Linked DNA regions of Sus scrofa: region 1 is linked to region 2. The links are chromatin contacts, called in public Hi-C maps. All regions are on one chromosome and are shown on one strand. The core of a region is the stretch at or near the end of the contact, and the rest is flanking DNA. Distances in the headings are between cores, read along the strand shown.

Evidence for each region. Hi-C and Micro-C count contacts between places; a contact is called where the count stands out from the background.
Region 1: a contact with region 2 is called in a Hi-C map of embryonic fibroblasts, with 1.9 times the contacts expected there. The contact joins the enhancer-like site here to the promoter of GXYLT1 in region 2. A contact is called at or near these places in 5 of 47 Hi-C or Micro-C datasets (embryonic fibroblasts, heart right ventricle, mesenteric adipose tissue and 2 more).

What each region holds. Positions count from the first base shown.
Region 1 is chr5:74,489,920-74,496,182 of Sscrofa11.1, reverse strand. No RefSeq gene overlaps it. Among named protein-coding and RNA genes, the nearest start is that of ADAMTS20, 180 kb to the left of the region's middle. Within about 2 kb of position 1,337, at least 4 of the 83 cell types and tissues checked have an H3K27ac peak or open chromatin away from gene starts, as enhancers often do. A contact at or near this core is called in embryonic fibroblasts, where this site is marked.
Region 2 is chr5:73,406,609-73,412,965 of Sscrofa11.1, reverse strand. GXYLT1 (glucoside xylosyltransferase 1) reads left to right here and starts at 4,656. Exons shown (of 10, transcript XR_002344161.1): 1 at 4,656-4,958. It overlaps YAF2 (YY1-associated factor 2), which reads left to right. Exons shown (of 7, transcript XR_002344163.1): 7 at 1-1,937.

The DNA of each region.
Region 1 (6,263 bases), core at 88-2,587, 1.1 Mb before region 2:
TGGAGAGGCCTTTTTTCTTTAAAAATTAAAAAAATTATACAATTTTTAAAATTTACTATCCTTTTACAGTTATTAAAAAATATCAGGGGAGTTCCCGTCGTGGCGCAGTGGTTAACGAATCCGACTAGGAACCATGAGGTTGCGGGTTCGGTCCCTGGCCTTGCTCAGTGGGTTAACGATCTGGCGTTGCCGTGAGCTGTGGTGTAGGTCACAGACACGGCTCGGATCCCACGTTGCTGTGGCTCTGGCATAGGCTGGTGGCTACAGCTCCGATTAGACCCCTAGCCTAGGAACATCCCATATGCCGCGGGAGCGGCCCAAGAAATGGCAAGACAAAAAAAAAAAAATATCAGCTATGTTCCTCATTTTGTGCAACACATCCTTGAGCCTGCCTCATACCAATAGTTTGTACCTCCCACTCTTCCACTTCTATATGGCCCTCCTCTCTCCCTGTTGGTAAGCACTAGTTTCTCCATCTCTGACTCTGCTTCTTTTTTGCTATATTCACTAGTACGTTACATTTTTTAGATTTCACATGTAACTGATATCATATAGTTTTTGTTTTTCTGTTTGACTTATTTCACTTGGCACAATGCCCTCCAATTCCATCCATGTTGCTGCAAATGGCAAAATTTTGGGGTTTTTTTATGGCTGTGTAATATCCCATTTTATACATATACCAATCTTCTTTATCCCTTCATCTGCTGATGGACATTTAGCTTGCTTCCATATCTTGTTGACAATTGTAAATAATACCGCTATCAACACTGAGGTACAGGTGTCTCTTTGAAATAGTGTTTTTGTTCTTTTTGAGTATGTACCCAGGAGTGAAAGTGCTGTGTCATGTGGTAATTTTATTTTCAGTTTTTTGAGAAACTTCCATGCTGTTTTCCTCAGTGGCTACACCAATTCACATTCCTACTAACAGTGTTCAAGAGGGCAGATCTTATGTTAAGCATTTTATCACTAATAATAATAATAATGAAGAGAGCAGAAGAGAACTTTTGAATCTGATGTTTATGGCACGGTTTGTGGTTTCAGCAATGCATTCTTATCACCAATATCATCAAGTTGTATACATTAAATATGTACAGTTCTTTATGTCAGTAATGCACTTCGATAAAGTGTTTTAAATAATTAAACAGCAAGGTTTCACTTTCATTCCAAAACAGCCTAAAATAAAGAAATAAAAAGCATTGATCAGTGCATTGAAGAAGGATGATCCAAACCACAGTCAAAAACTAACGGGAATTGATGCTCTTTTGACATTGTGCGCCATGGTCAGTAGAGGATGCTGTTGCTTCTTTTATAAAGAGCTCTTCCAAAGACAGCTTCCCAGGGCGGTGACCCTCTACTAAGGGCAGGAAGGGAAAATGAAAGTGAGTTGCAGAGATGGAAACTGCCTGGTGAAAGGATTCACCCAATTTGACTTCCTGCTGGGCAAAACAGCAAGGACTGGAACAAACAAACAAAACAAAACACACATGAAAATGCAAGGGAAATTATAAGCAGATGGAGGCTGTGCTGCCAAAACAGTCCTGAGAGTAATACTCAAAGGTGATTTCAAAGACCAGGAAACCATAAAATTGAGGTACTTGAATACTGCTATCTCCTTCAATATATGATTTAGTCATCATAAGAGTTGACCACTCCTGGATTTCTAGAAGCTTGATCTTAATTAAACCAAGTTGCTCTAACATAGGATATGGATGAAGACAATTTTGATTTACTTCATTCCTTTTGGACTTTTTTGGCAAGGTCAAGCGTATGGTTTCAGCATTTTCCCCATGGGCCCAGGTTGTAGATTTCTTTCATTTATGTATGAAAATGTATTTTGGAATATGATTGCAAAAAAATAATAGAAATCGACCAACAGAACCATTTGAATAGGGCTGAAACACCTCACTGCGGCGCAATTAGATGGTTATAAAATGTGTGGCTAAGACTGAGTACCAGTTCCACTCTTCTCAAGTTTGCAATGTGAATTCCAGGTTATTTTACCTCTCTGAACCTTTCACCATAATGGTTGGCATATAGTAAACCTTCAATATGTATTAGCATTATTGATAAATTGTTTCCACTGTCATGTTTGATTTTCATAAGTTGATGAGGTGGGTGAACAAATATTTTTGTACCCACTTTAGAGATGGAAAAAAAGGGGGCTTGGAGAGCTTGAGTTGCATGCAGACACCCTCGTGCCTAATAAGAAAGTGGGATTCTGATTCAGTTTTGTCTGAAGTCAAAGGTTTTATATATATATATATATATATATATATATATATATATATTTGAAATCAGTGTTTCTGGTGGATTCATTAATGTTCATGAGGCTAATCCATGGATCCTGGAGACATGCAGCTTCCAGTTCAGTGGGACCTGAGGTTCTGTATTTCAAACATGCACTCAGGTGGCCAGGGGGCCAGCAGGATCTCCTGGGATCTAATTAGAAACAAGAGTCTTGACTCCAGATCCACTGAATCCAAATCTGCATTTTAACAAGATCCCTTGAAAGATTAAAATTTATTAAAAAAAAAACTGATTTAGAGCAGGAGACAGCAAGTTTTTTTCTATCAACAATCAGATGGTAAATATTTTAGGCTTTGCAATCTCTGGTGATTCTCTTATACCTTAAAGTCTCAGAAGCTCAGGTTTAATCCACAGTTTCTTCTTCTATGGGGGCAAAGTTGTGTCTAATGAACTAAGGTCTCACTCAATACCCATGGGTAATTCTTTTTCTCTAGACAATCCTATAAACATCAGGAGTCTCAAGTTTTTGCCTGACAACAAGATCCCTTCTAGTGGAAAAAGCAATGTATGTGACCACTGAAATTCCCATTGAGTGAAATGTCTGACTTCATGTGAGTTTGAACCAGCAGTTTTTGATGCCTCTTTGTAAACTCTTAAGTACACCGCAAGTATCCAAAAACAAGAATTACAAATAGCAGTGGGCATAAGAACAATGTGGCATTCTTTTTCTTCTTCTTCTTTTTTTTAGAGCTATGCCCACAGCATATGGAGGTTCCTAGGCTAGGGGGTCCAATCGGAGCTACAACTGGCAGCCTACACCACAACCACAGTAACTCAGGATCTGAGCTGCGTCTGCGACCTACACTACAGCTCACGGCAACGCCAGATCCTTAACCCACTAAGTGAGGCCAGGGATTGAACCTGCAACCTCATGGTTCCTAGTTGGATTGGTTTCTGCTGCGCCACGACGGGAACTGCAATGTGGCATTCTTGAGAGAAGGAAGATGGGCTCTCCCACGTGAGATAATTGGAAGTTCTGGGTGAGACCCAAGAGTCTTCCTTCAAAGTCTGCTGTCCAGGTGATAAGAAGCAGGGAGGCCTTGGGAAACACTGGCCCAAGCCCACCGACCTGAACTTGGGTTTGGCACCTCTGATAAAATGGCTGGAAGGAAGTCTCAAAAAGAATTGGTGGTGGAATATCATGTGAAATTGTTTTAAATTTGTTAAATCTTATACATTGTACTCTGATTACATGTTGAAATGATGTTTTTGGATATATAAGGTAATTATTTAAATAATTTAATTTAATTTATTTAAAATAAACTTTATGGAAGCATAGGTGACCTACAATGGTGTGTTAATTTCAGGTGTACAGCAAAGTGAATCACCCATGCATATACATACATGTCTATTCTTTTCTAGATTCTTTCCCCATATAGGCTTTCACAGCGTATTAAATAGATTTCCCTGAGCTATATCGTAGGTCCTGGTTACTGACCAATTTTGTATAGTGTTTATATGCCAATCCCATCCTCCCAATCTATCCCTCCCTACAATGAAACCCTTTGATAACTGTAAGTTTGATTTCAAAATTTATGAGTTGGCTTCTGTTTTGTGAATAAATTCTTTTGCATCATTTTTTATTTGATTCCACATATTCGTGATCTCATGTGATATTTGTCTTTCTCTGTCTGATTTATTTCACTTAGTGTGATAATCTCTGTAAGTGAAGTATGACAATCTCTAGGTCTGTCCATACTGCTGCAAATGGCATTATGTTTTTTTTTTTTTTTTGGTTGAACCCATGGCATGAATAAGTTCCAGGGCCAGGGACTGGACCACTGCCACAGCAGCAACCCAAGCCACAGCAATGAAAACTCCAGATCTTTAACCTGCTAAGCCACCAGGGAACTCTTAAAGTAGTTTTTAAAAATGACGTCCTTTTATTTTGGTAACTGAATCAGATTTCCCCACATTTACAAAAAGGCTGGATGTGTCTTTTAGAGGACATCCATGATGGAGTCGGTATCAAGAGAAAGTTACTGTTAGATCAATGGTTATCAAACCTTTTGGTTTCAGGATCTTTTTAAACTCTTAAAAATTGATGAAGACTCCAAAGTGCTTTTTTTCAGGTGAGTTATATCTACTAAGATTGATATATACATGTATATCAGAAATAAAACTGGGAAATTTAAAAAATATTTGCTAATTATTATAAAATAACAAACCATTGCTTGTTAATGTAAATTACGAATTTTTATTAAAACATTATGTTCTCCAAAACAAAATACAGTTATTGATAAAAATGCCATGTATGGAGTTCCCACTGTGGCTCAGCAGGTTAAGAACCCGACTAGTATCCATGAGGTTGTGGGTTCGATTCCTAGCCTCACTAAGCAGGTTAAGGATTTGGCATTCTGGTGAGCTGTGGTGTAGGTCTCAGACACAGTTGCTGTGGCTGTGGCATAGGTCAGCAGCTGTAGCTCTGATTTGACCCCTAGCCCGGGAACTTCCATATGCCCCAGATGCAACACTAAAAAGAAAAAAAAAATGCCATGTGTTTATGTTTTATAAATCTCCTTAATATCTGGCCTAAGAGAGGACACTTAAATTATTATACCTGCTTGTGGATTCAATCTTCTGTGATGTCACACATCATGGGGAACTCCATAGTAGACTTGTGAGACAATGAGAGTAACAATGGTTATTAATATCTTAGTATTATTACGGAGATAGTTTTGACCTGATGGACTCTGCAAAACTCATGGAGACCCCTTGGGGTTTTCTAGACCACATTTTGAGAACCACTGCTTAGAACAAAGTTAAGCCAGGATTTCAGAGGCTGGGGAATAAAAGTCTAAATTCTTTATTTTAGCCTTCTCAGACCTTCAAAATCTAGCTCCAACCATCCTATCTAATATTTATCTCTCATTTCTTTACTACCTGAATTGTTTAGTTAGACCAATTGCTATTAATCTTCCTCTTTATTTTCCTACTCTTGAGCCTCTGCTCTTGTGTTCTTGTGCCTGTGCCTATTGTATTTAATTCTTCTCTCTAGATTACCCTCTGTTAAACCTATTGTATCCTTACCATATCAAATACAAGATCTTCAAATCTGAAAGTTCTCTCTTCAGAATAAGTTGCTTTTTCAAAAATATCTTGCTTTTCTCCCACTGCTCTTAGAATGAGGTCCTTAAATATTGATTTCTATGGCAGTCTCTTCAGTGGATTCTATTTCCCATTCCTAAACTGAACGTTCTTTGAAGGATTCCTTTGTATACCAATCACAGTGCAGGTTTTTTTTTTTTTTTTTTTTTTTTTTTTTTTTTTTTTTTTTTTTATGAATGTGGCCACTAGTATTATTTTAATGAATGAATAAAATAAACAATCATTTTTATAAGATGCTTCTGCTATATAAAAAGTATTTTAAATGAGGTTTCCCAAAAAAATAGTCAAACCTTTATGTAATTGCTTTAAAATGTTAGCATTTCAAAAATTGGAGAACGAATCCTAAGCTATGAGTGAATTGATAATACTTGTATAGAATCAAAGCTGATGGTTTATTATTTAAATTGTGCTTAATTCTCAGGATCATATTGATCATATGGCAAAAGGTGAGGAGCTAAAACTTGGAATTACCTTCGTTTGTTATTTAGCAGAAATTTGGAAGCAATTTTTATATAGATTTTTTCTATAGGAAAGAGAAATAATTATAGGTGAATATTTCATAACCTACAAAATGTCACTTGGAAAGATGCTCACATAGACATACTATATAGTTCATGGTGATTTTCTTTTTATTCAAACCATATAGGCAACATGTTTGCAGCCAGTTTCAAATGTTTATGTATATTTCTCCACATACCTGAGGAAGAAAGAGAGTCTCTTCATCTGTTTTGTAGTCTCATCCATTAGGCTGTCGGTGTGAAAATTACCAGTTCTAAACATGTTTGAGACAACAAAACCCTCCCTTTGCAGCTGGCAGAAAGCAAGAATCAAGTTGCCATCTTCCGTAA
Region 2 (6,357 bases), core at 3,407-5,906:
TTAAATTCTAATTTTCCCAGTGACTCAAATTTCCCTGCAATCTAAATCTAGCTTTCGATTTTACTGATGGCATTTTTTTAAAAAAATTAAATAGTGTATAATCTGATGTATTAATGGGAATGGAGCATTCCTGAGGATTGAACCAGAGGGAAATACAAGGAAGGTCCATAGGGTATTCCTTCCTTCCCTCTCCACCCTGCTCCCTTCATACTCTCCCTCCTGTGCAGACGGAAATGCCAGCCAAATTCTGGAATCATATAGGAGTTGAGGTGTCCCCGTTTATCAGTCTCTTCTAGTCATGTGGTCCGTAGCGAGTGTTTTGAGAATGGAGAGAATCACATTACTCTTTCGTCCTCCCCCACCCCTGTCCCTTTCCCATATTTACTGGATTGAATAAACACTTAAAATGAAACACTTTTTGCTCCAACTGACGGTTTAAGTTTCCAACTCTTCCCTCCAGCCCAACAAGGTCTCTAGGAAACGGACTGTGGAAAATGGAGAAATATGACTGCAGGCCAACTGGAGAGAATGATTTTCACTTTTAGTCTGAGTTTCTGATTCTTTGTGCTCTGCCACTGATTTGGCTTTTATTTCTCTGATTGTAAATTTCATTTGCTTTTAATCCCCAAGACCAGTCTAAGAGATTTTCATATAACATTGTTTTCATTTTTGCTCTTAATTTGCATCACTCAGTTTAGCATTTATTTGTTCATAGTGAGATAGCATGGTATAAGGAGAAAACAAACATGCACTTTGTATCCTCAAAGATTTCCATTTGAATGAATGGATCTTTATTATTAGCCATGTGGTTAACCAGCTTCTCTGAATTTCAAGTTCCTTGTTTTTTAAAGAATAAGATAACATCTATTAATGTAGGTGTTATTAGGGTTAAGTTAGATTATGCATAAACTTTTATAAAGTGGAAGTTACATTTAATTAAAAGTTTTTGAACTTTACTCTGAAAAGGTACAGAATTTATCTTTTTCCTTATGGGATTTTTTTAAAAAAGAAGTACTAAAATGTAGACATGGGAAGGAAATGCTGAGCAGGACCTAAATTTGCTCTAGAGTGACTTGAAAAAGTCCACCTAAATTTACCTTTTTGACAGGATGAGGGGAAGATCAACCTTGATTAAAAATTTGGATATAATTAGTCTGTCATTAGAAAATTAAGAGGGTGGACTAGAGGTGAAAAAAATAGACCTAAGAATATGCACATACACACAGTAAAAGAAATGCCTAAACATTATGATGTAAAAATATTTTAAATAATTTACCATTAATTTTAGGAATATCCAAATGTAGCATGTGAATCCTGGAAGTGATCAGAAGGGTGTGCACACAGCTCCTTAAACTCCAAGATAACCCGTTAGGACAGTGTGGGTAATACAAAAATCACTCCTATTTTTGGAATGCCTTATATGCTTTTTCAACAGGATTTCCTTTTTAATTATAGGATTAAAAACAACCTAAAGGGATGATGTGGTCCAGAACCCTGATGTCAAGTAAATAGATGATTATTCTTCTGGATATGTTCTTCCCATATATTGTTGCAGAAATGAAAACTGCCATTCCAGTATTCTAACAATCTGTGGGTCATTAAATTATTCTTTTTTTTTTTTTTTACATTTAGTTGGTTGAAAGAGAAACAAGTGTAGTTAGCATCTGTTTAAACATACTTTGAGTACTAGCTCTTATTCTTAGTTTCTTGGTCCTTTAGTTTTCTCTCTCAAAATCTATTTTCCAGTCTTAGAAATACTTTTGTTATCCATCTTTGTATCTTGTTAAATTTATCTTAATTTCTCTAAGAATTGTAAGGTGTAGTGGAAGGATTAACTTCATATTGTCACTGTTCTTACTGGCCTGTCTCCCTTTTTGAGGGCGGTACAGTCTAGCCCCTTGTCTGGCATGTAGAATATATTCAATAAATGTTTATTGAATGAATAAGTGTATGTTTTTATTCACACTTTTTTTTTGGCCGCACTCACAGCATATGGACATTCCTGGGATAGGGGTCGAATTGAAGCTGCAGCTACGAACTAAGCCAAAGTTTTGGCAACACCTGATCCATAACCCACTGAGCAAGGCCAGGGGTCGAACTCACATCCTCATAGAGACGGACATTGGGTCCTTAATTGGCTGAGCCACTCCTTACACATCTTAATAGTATGCTGGTTTTCCTTTCTTTTCTTTTTGTCAAGAAAGAAATTTAATCCTTATAGGGGAAGAAACAGAGGCTTAAATTTGTTTAGTGACTTTCCCATGGTCACAGAGCCAACACTTCTTTGGTATAGGGATTCCAAATGAGGAACTACTGCTAAATTACACATCATTTCCCCACCTTGTTTCTCGGGGCCAAACTCTTCAAAGCTCCACCTGCAATCTGAACAGTTTAACAGCATGATTTTTCTCCATGAAGTGTGTGTGTGTGTTTGAAACCTTTTTTCCCTCACTTTTTGGCACTAATGCTGCTTTCGGCTCCAATCTCAACCTCTGTCCCAGCCTCCGCACTGCAGCCAGAATCTGTTTCTCAAATGGGCAAATGTGATCATGTTACTTCCTAACTGAAAAACCTTTCAGTGGTTCACCACTGTCTGCCAGATTATGTTCAAACTCTTAGGTGTACTGAACAAAGCATGCAGATATCTGGCCTCTTCAACCTCTCCTCTTCATTATCTCCTTTCTTGCATTCACTTAACTGGTCCTATGAAACGTCTCACTATTTCCTGAACACAAGAGCCTGTTTCACTGATTCTTTAGCCTGGAATTACTTCCCTTACCCCACCCAAGACTCTAGGGCCACTTTTGGCTAGAGTCAAAAGTTCATAAAAATAACAGAGGTAAAAGCAATGAATCACCAAAGTAGTTATCAGTAAAAGTTTATTGTGTACACACCAAAAAGACAGTTAGCAAACTTGGAGCACTCAAACCGAAATATGGGGTGAGGCTCAGAGGTATATTGTAAAGCAGCCTATATAGTGTGAAGACAGTATTTATTATTTGCAGTGATTGGTTAAAATTCTAAAATTAAAATTTTATTTTTTTGTGGCTTAAACTTCAAACATTGGATATTTTATTCAGCTGCTCTTCTTTTTAATATTCTTTCTTCTATGTTTCAGGTGTACAGCATTATAATCCAACATCTATCTGCTGCAAAGTAATCACCACCTGAGTCTAGTTATCATTCATCCCCATACAGTTGACCCCCTTCACCCATTTGCCCATCCCTCCCCTAGAATTTTCTTGAATGAAAGAGAATCAGTTCATGGTTACCTCATATCAATTTGGGGGAACTATTTAAGTTCTGCTTATGATTTTCAGATGCATAAGCAAGAAGTTACCCAGGTCAAGTTGACCTTGCTTATCCTGTAAAATAAGCTCAATTGCTTTGCTTGTTTTGGTTTTGTCTGCTCAGGGAATTAAGTCTGGTCTCTGTATTTGGTTTTAACTTATATGAAATGTCTGTTGACCAAGACCACAGATAGAACTGATACCTCCTTTGTGTGTGTGCCCACACCTTTACAGGCTTATAGCCTAAAGTCTTTATGGTTGCATTGAACTTATTTACAAGTATCCACTGTCCCACCCCATGCCCCTTCTAGACGTCTTTGTACCCAAAGGAACTGAGTGATGCTCCATAAATGCTCAATAAATGGAGTGGAAATACGGCTGAGAAAGAGGGAAAAGAAAAGGAAAGCTAAAGACAAAGCTCTTTAGGGAGAGTATTAATTGTTTTGGATATGCAAATAATGAGTCATAAGGATGATCCAAAAGGGAGGACCTCATGGATGGGTGGCAGGATACGCATCCTCAACATCATGACGTAATTAGATGTTGGGTGACAACGCTTGTGGAGGATGGAGCTTAAAAAATGGCTTAATGCAGAGTTCGCATCGTGGCTCAGCGGTTAGGGAACCCAACTAGCATCCCTGAGGACGCGTGTACGATCCCTGGCATCACTCAGTGGGCTGAGGATCCAGTGATGCCCTGAGCTGTGGTGCAGGTTGCAGAGGCGGCTCGGATCCAGCGTTGCTGTGGCTGCGGCGCGGGCCGGCAGCAGTACCTCCGATTGGACCCCCTAGCCTGGGAACCTCCAAATGACGTAGGCATAGCCCCCAAAAGACCAAAAAAACAAAAAACTTAATGACGAGCCTTCTCAGTCCAAGGTGTTTATCATGCGTTAAGCACTTTAATCTTTAAAACCACCCTAAGATGAGGATATCCTCTCCATTTTAGAGACGATCAAACATGCTCGGAAAATTGAGGTTGCTCAACATCCCAAGCTACCATGTGGAAGAACCATAATTAGAATTTGGGTCAGCTGCTTCCAACGCTCTGCTAGTTTCGCTGCACCTCTCCTCCACAGTTGGGAGCCGCAAGGTTCCGCGGACTCGCCCGCCGGGAGGGTTGCACTACCCCGGGACCCTGCGCGAGCCGCAACCCTCGCGCCCCAAGCCACCCGGCGCCCCCAGCCCTCCGCTTTCAGTGCGCCGGCGCGTCTGGCCGCCCGCCCTCTGGGGAGGGGCCCGGGGCGGAGGCAGTATCGGGGCTCCGGGGCGGGGTGTTAGCGCGCTCGCTAAGGTGGTGGGCGGGGAGGGAAGAAGGAAGGGGGAGGGCGCGAGGCCGCAGCGGAGGAGGAACTGTTGCGCCCGCGGCTGCGCGGTGCTGCTCCCTCCGCTCCAGTTCGCCCGAGCGGGCGCGGCGGCGACGGCGGAGGTGGCGGCGCGGGCCCGACGGGATGCGGCGCTACCTGCGCCTCGTGGTACTGTGCCTGGCCTGCGGCTTCTGCTCGCTCCTCTACGCCTTCAGCCAGCTCGCCGTGTCCCTGGAGGAAGGTGCGGGCGGCGGTGGCGGGAAGCCGCAGGCCGCAGCGGCTTCCTGGCTCGGGGGCGGCGGGCGCGGCGCCGCAAGAGGGGCGGGCAGCGCGGGCCAGGCGGCGCATCCCGGCCGGTCGGACAGGTACGAGCGGTTCCCTGTCGGGGGGCTGGGGCGAGGGGCGCCGAGTCGCGGGTCTCGATTTGGCCGGGGCTGCACGAGGGGCCGTCCCGCGCCTCCCGCCACCGGGCCCGCGTCTCCCGCTTCTTTGCTGCCGACTCTGACCCCCTTTGCTCGTTTCCCTCCTTCCCCTCACCCTGGGGGTGAGCCTGGCGCTACTCCAGCCTGAAAGCACCCACGCTTTTTGTGTTTGTCTTCTTACCCATTGGTTATGCACTATTCAAAGCAGTTAGAAATTAATTTTCAACTTTTAAATGATAGTTGCATCTCCCCCCCACCTTCTTAGGAGTCATTGAAAATTAGAGGGTCCTACAAAAGCCTCTTGCTGTTTGGCTAGTGGGAATTCCCTCTTGTTTCCATGGCGTTCAAGTTGAGATATTTAAACATCGGGCTGACTCCCTAGTTCAGTTTCCACCCCCTCCTGAATGGGACGTCTCATTTTCTTGTTAACGCTTACATTTTTCATTAGCCGGTTAGTTAAATCTGGACAGAGCATTTTATAAGGATTGTGAATTTTTCTTTAGGAAACAATCGGTCTATTGTGAAACTTATAGCGAGTTAAGAAAAATAAGCGATACTTAAGCTCACGTCCTTTGTGAGTTGGGATAGAGGTGGCTTTCTTTAAGAATCGGAGTTTAAAAAGCAGCATAGTGACTTAAGTGGATTTACGCAAATCACTGCCAGCGTTGAAATCAACGTGAGATTTAAGCGAAAAAAAGAATGCAGCGCATTACGAATGCTTAACCAAATCTGAGCGTTTCCACTTCCTTGAAAAAGAGGCGCCTCTCTTACTCGGGAGAGCTCCCTTAACAAGAGGCAAAAGCTGCTTTGATATTGGAGAGTATCGGGTTGGTTGGAGGAGTGCAGGTCAGCTGTAGGCTGTTTAACATTCTTCTGAGAGTTGATGGTCATTCCCAAAATGAAAGGGGACGTTTGAACAGAGGAGCAGAGCCCATGGAAAAGCTGGATTGTCATGATTTCACCCAGGGGTTTGATTACAGTCAGGACTTTGTTCATAAAAGCAGAACTACTTCCAGAGCCAGGTTTGTGAACGCTCAGTTATCTGTCCTGGGAGAGGCAATAACTGAAGATCTGGATAAACTCATGAAAAGCTGGTCATGGTCTATTACGCTGGAGTGAAGCATTTAAAGTTATGGGGAAGGAACTATTTTTGCATTGGGTAGAATTATAAGGAAGCAACATTTTAATCAAAACATTGAGTGAAATTGGACTCATTTCGACTTGATAGGGTAACATTCACTTTTAGTGCCTGCCTTAGATACTTATATATTATTTTGTGACTAATTTTTATAAGCTATATGTGCCTGGCCAGCTAATTTTAACAAAGTTGCATTATTTAAAA